2 separate regions of the Monodelphis domestica genome follow, and region 2 is linked to region 1. Evidence: chromatin contacts called from public Hi-C data. All regions are on one chromosome and are shown on one strand. The core of a region is the stretch at or near the end of the contact, and the rest is flanking DNA. Distances in the headings are between cores, read along the strand shown.

Region 1 (2,700 bases), core at 137-2,636:
TGTATGCTTAGCTAAGAAATAGCAGATGACTAACCAATGCTACAGGAATGGACATGAAAATCTATGTTCCAAAGAAAGCTTTAAGGTGGTTTCCCATGTTAGACTGTAAGCTACATGAGGACAGGGACAGTATTTTGTCTCTTTTTTGGTATCCTCAGTGTTTAGCCCAGGGCAGAGCACACAGACGATATTTATCAATTGACATTGATTGAATTTTATAAATGCTTTTTGATTACTGGAAGGAGAGAGATGGATAACTTCCATAGGGTCGCTATTCGACCTGCATTTAATACTGTGCCAGCGCTGAGGTCAGGAGGGCGGACAGGCAAAGGTCTTTGTTCTCGGTGAGTTCCCACTTTGGGGGAGACAACAGGCAAACTCTGGAGAAGAGGATAACGATCATCAGCAGGGCATGGCAAGAGATGATTGCTGGCACAATAGCCTTATCTGATAAAAGGGTTTGCCTCGACTCTAGCTGGGTGGGTGCCCCTGAGAACGCTACTCTGCCCTGGCCCTAGCCTCAGTTTCCCCATCTGTCAGACGGGGCTAACAGAAGTCCCCACCCTTTGCTCTTGGCAGGAGACAAGAGAAAAAAGGAGGCTGCGATCGGAGTGGTCTAAGCCTCAGTCCTGGGAGCCCCCGGCCTGAACATAAAGAGCCACAGCGCCGGGGGCTCCCACCAAGGGTTCCATTACTGCTTGGGGCCCGGCTCCCCTCTCCACTGCAGGCTGAGAAAGGGGTGGGAGCACGGAGGAAGAATGGACCGGGCCTGCGGCCGGATACGCCATCCGAGGGAGGTGGGCAGGAGACCGTCTCTCTCTCCCTCCCTTCCCCTCCCCCGCTCTCCGCAGGGGGTCTCGGGCCGGACGGGACGGGCCCGATGCGGCCTGCGAGGCCCCGGCTCCGAGGAGGCCCCAGCCCGGCTCGCAGAGGGGAGCGCGGCCCGAGCCCGGGGGCGGCTCGAGGCGGGGCCCGTGCCGCGCAGGGACAGGCTGGGCCGAAGGACGCGGGGCCGGGGCCGGGGCCGGGCACGGCGCAGACTGACCTGCACTGGGGGCGTCCATCGCCGGCGACCATATTCTCCCTGAGGGGAGGGGAGGGAAGCAGAGCGGCGCTGGGGGGAGGGGGGATCCCGGAGAGCAGGGGGGAGGGCCGCGCAAACACCGCGAGAGCTGCCGCCACGGCCACAGCCACGGCCACAGCCCCCTCGCGCTCCCCCCCGCACCCGGCTCCCGCGAGACCCTCCGGACGTGGGAACAAAGAAAAAGAAGCAGAAGGGTGAGCAGAAGAGGAAGGGAAAGCTCGCGAGAGGGGCCCAAGGCTAAAATCTCGCGAGCTTTGGGCGCCACCGGGACTAAGCACGCATGCGTTCTTGTGAGGAAGCGTGACTCCAGGAGCGACCCGTAGCGGAGCCCCGCCCCCGTCGCGCCGAGGCGGTGTCCCGGAAGGGCGGGCGAGATGCCAGACTTGCGGTGGCCACTGGGAGGCGTTGCCACCACCTCTCCGCGGAAAAGCCGTGGGCGTTCTGCACTGTTCCGCGTCTTTTTACAGATAGGGAAATAGAGGCCCGTAAGGTCTGGGAATTGGGGCGTCGTTAGCCCCCACTCAGTAGGCGCCTACTGTGTGCCTGCAGGCTGGAGTCCGCATCCTTTAAGTACTTACTGTGTGCGAGGCGGGGTGGGAGTTGGGGGTGGGAGTGGGAGTGAGCGTGAGCGTTGGGGATACTAGTGAAGGCCCAAACCTGAGACGCAGGTCTGATGGGGGCGGGGAAGACACACAAACAGACTGGGGTATGGGAGGGCATCGGAATTTCTTTCCGAAGGAAACGGAGGGCATACTAGGCATGGTCACCTAGGAAAAAGGCTCCCAGGCGGGAGTTGGAGGAGTTTTTCGAGGATCTAAGATGTCCCCATTGAGAATAAGGCAGTAAGGTGTAAGAAGCCTGGTTCCCAAGGTCTTTCAAATCCAGGGGATATTCTTTTCCACCCCGGAGGCAATAGGGACCCAAGGCAGTTTTTCGAGTGAGAACATGACAAGGTGTGTGTGTGTGTGGGGGGGGGGATGTAAAAACTTAAATATACTCTTATTAAAAGTGAAGATGTTGGGGGCAGCTAGGTGGCTTCATGGATTGAAAGACTGGCCTAGAGACAGGAGGTTCTGGGATCAAATGTGACTTCAGAAACTTTCTAGCAGTGTGACCATGGGTAAGTCACTTAATCCCCATTGCCTAGCCTTTGCTACTCTGCCTTGGAACCAATCCACAGTATTGATTCTAAAACAGAAGATGAAGATTTGTTTTAAAAAAACAAACAAACCATGGTACTTGTCAGATAAACACTGTAACAGTCTGAAGTTAGCATCTAAGTTATCAACAAGATTTAGTTTCTTGAAACAGTGTCCTACCTCTTTTCAAAGGTTCACAGCTGAGACAAAATAACAGACTTCTTAGTGTGTTGGGCACGGGCAATGAGAGAGAGCAACAGGAGACTTAAAGAGTTTGAGGAATTTAACAGATACAGGCTAGAAGAGGTGGCAGTTACCTTAGCCAAGTCAGGCTGTGTTTTAGGGATATTCTGGGATAGCTGAGTGGGGGCTGGATTGGAGAAGAGACCAGGAACCTGACAACACCAGCTAGGGGATTTGGGTACCTGCTCCATGTTAGATGAGCTCCAAAGTCCCTTCTGTATTTAATAGTCAGCA
Region 2 (2,700 bases), core at 86-2,585, 150 kb after region 1:
ACCCCTATCCTTCGGATCTCCCCCCTCACTCCAGATCTTGAATTACTTTTTCCCGTGGAAATAAGAAAACCACCTGGTGATGGGGGGGGGGTGGAGTATGTGTTCGTAGAGGCGAGGGTGTGTGGAATTCCCTTTCCGCGAATACAACAATAAAAACGAAAAAAATGAGGCCACAAAAACTCTCCGTCTCTGCCCATGAGAAAGGCTTGCTGTAGAAAGTGGGTTTTTAGTTGGGACTTGAAGGAAACCAGGAGGCAGAGAGGAAAGGGGAGAGCATTCCGGGTGTGGGAGACAACTAGGGCAAAAGCCTAGCGTCGGGAGATAAGCGTCTGGTCGGAGGAACGGCCAAGAAGCCCATGCCATAGGATGACTGAGTATCTGGAGTATAAACAGGTGTAAGAAGATTGGATAGGGGGAAGCAGTGGTAGGTGATGAAGGGCTTTGAATGTAAAAGAGCATTTTGCGTTTGCTCCCGGAGGCAAAATAGGGAGCCCCTAGTGTTTGCTGAGTAGAAGAGCTACCTGCTCAGATCTGTGCTTTGGGAGAGTCTCTTTGGTGGCTGAGAGGAGCACAGACCAAGTTGGGGGAGACCGGAGGCAGGCAAAGTACTGAACAACAATTGCTACAGTCCAGAAGAGGCTGGACAACTGTAGCAACTTATGAAGACGTTGTTAGAGGAGAGACGGGGCAGATACCAGGGATGTTGCGAGGGTGAAACATATCTCCGAGGTGAAATCGACAGGAGACACTGTAATCAGAGCCAAAAGGCAGAAGTTCAGGGAGACATGGATGCCATCTGTATCTGCCCAGGAGGCTGCTGGAGAGTTTGATTTGCTTGGCTCTACTTAAGATTCTGACCTTTTTCCTTTTCTTTCTTTTTTTGGGGGGGGTAGGGGCAGGAGAGGGGGAAGGTCTAGACCCGCCCCCCGCCCCTTTCTTCCCTCCCCCTCAAAGGTTGAAGAAAAGAATCCGATGTCTGGGAGGGAAAGGGCCCTAAGGATTTGAGTAGTCAGGGACCAATGGGCGTGACCAACGTTAAGGGGCGTGGTCTGAGCGCCTCTCCAATCTTCCCTCCCCTTTAGTTTTCGCCTCTCCGAGTCTACCAAAAGGGACGGGGTCATCTAGCAGTAGGTGTGGCCTGGGACGGGATCTTGCTACAGGGTCGTGGCCTGAAGACCGCTCCCTCCTTTCTTTGACTTCTCTGTGCAGAGCCCCTTTAGGGGAGGGGCACTCCAGCTCCTCGCTATCTAAGAGGCGTGGCCATGGCGTAGGAGGGCGTGGCCTAGCGACTGCCTCATTCTTTCTTCCTGAGTACAGCAGGGGGCGCCCGGACTCCTCAGAGACGCGTGGAGCGCACGCGGCGTCGTGACGTCATCCCAGCCCGCCGCCCTCAGCTCGCGCGTCATAACCCAGCGCCTCTGTCGCTAAGGAAGAAGTTGAGAGGAGGGCGACGGCAAGGGAGGCCCTGGTCGAGCAACGGAGCCCGGAGCCGGTGAGGCAGGGGCGAGGGGACCTCGGGGTGCGACAGAGCGGGCAGATGGGGAAGTGGGGGCCGGAGCAGCGTCCTCCCCTGGAGGCTTCCAGACAGACTCGGAGCCGGGGTCTGGAGGAGAGAAGGGTGGGGATAGGGGGCGCGGCTGAAAGTGGGGGACAGGGTCAGCCTCAAACTCCTTAGTCTGGGGGAGCCTCTTCCTCTTACTTTGTGACAGCTAGGGGGTATCGGGCCACCTCTCGGGATCCTCGGACTCGGAGCAGCTAAGGATCCTTTCAGCCCCAAGTTGCTCCGGCCACCACCTCCTTTCTTCCCCCCCTTTAAAGGGCGGGTGTAGCCATCACTGAAACGAACCCCACGTCCAGCCTATCCCCAGCCTCCGAGAAAAGGCTTCCACTAAGGGCTGCCCCTGATTAAGACCTTATTCTTTCCACAGAACAATCTGCCCTATGTTCATTCATCCCAGCTGTAAGAAATGAGCGTCCAGGTAAGGGACAGGCGAAATTGGGCCACAGTTGAGTGAGGTTCAGGCTGTCAGCAGATAAAAACGAAGCATTCTCTGCCTTTGAGAGCCTGGCGTTCTACCTGAGAAGGGATCATATTTGTGATTTTGGGAATGGGAGCAGGAGGGAATCAGAAGCTTAACGTTGGAGGTGGTGCGTGGACAGAGCTTGGGAAGTGTCTTTTTAGGCATCCGGAGTGGGCTTTGAGTAAGCATGCAGATAATGCCATCAGGTACTTGCAGCTGAGTGTTACTCTTTGAAAGACCGAATAAAGGTGATATAAAAATATAATTTTATAAAATATAAGAGGGGGCATCACAGTGGTGTGGTATTTTGAGAGCCAAGTCGGGAGATGAGAAGTCTTGGGTTCAAATATGGCCCCAGATACTTCCTTGCTGTGTGATCCTGGGCATGTCACTTAACCCCAATTGCCTAGCCTTTACTGCTCCTCTGCCCTGTAACCTACACTTAGTATAGATCCTAAGAGGGCACTTAGTATTCTTTGTAAGACAATACTTAGTATCCATTCTGAGAAGGAAAGCAAGGGTTAAAAAAGTATAGCTATAGACTTTTAGACAGTTAAAGTGAGGAGATAAGATAGAAATACACCAAAAGAAGAGTTCTTCCTCTGGCACCACCTTCTTTGCTCTAGGTAAAATTGTACCTAATCTGTAAATGAAGGTGTTGGGCTAGATGGCCTCCAAT

Evidence for each region. A called contact is a pair of places that touch in the nucleus more often than the background predicts.
Region 2: a Hi-C map of spleen and liver shows a contact between it and region 1, with 9 times the contacts expected there. The contact joins the promoter of SKIC8 here to the promoter of IREB2 in region 1. A contact is called at or near these places in 2 of 2 Hi-C or Micro-C datasets (limb and spleen and liver).

The regions. Positions count from the first base shown.
Region 1 is chr1:35,645,761-35,648,460 of mMonDom1.pri, forward strand. It overlaps IREB2 (iron responsive element binding protein 2), which reads right to left and starts at 1,387. Exons shown (of 22, transcript XM_007478008.3): 1 at 1,046-1,387. The coding sequence starts at 1,064.
Region 2 is chr1:35,798,361-35,801,060 of mMonDom1.pri, forward strand. SKIC8 (SKI8 subunit of superkiller complex) reads left to right here and starts at 1,336. Exons shown (of 12, transcript XM_007478009.3): 1 at 1,336-1,492; 2 at 1,929-1,979. The coding sequence starts at 1,968.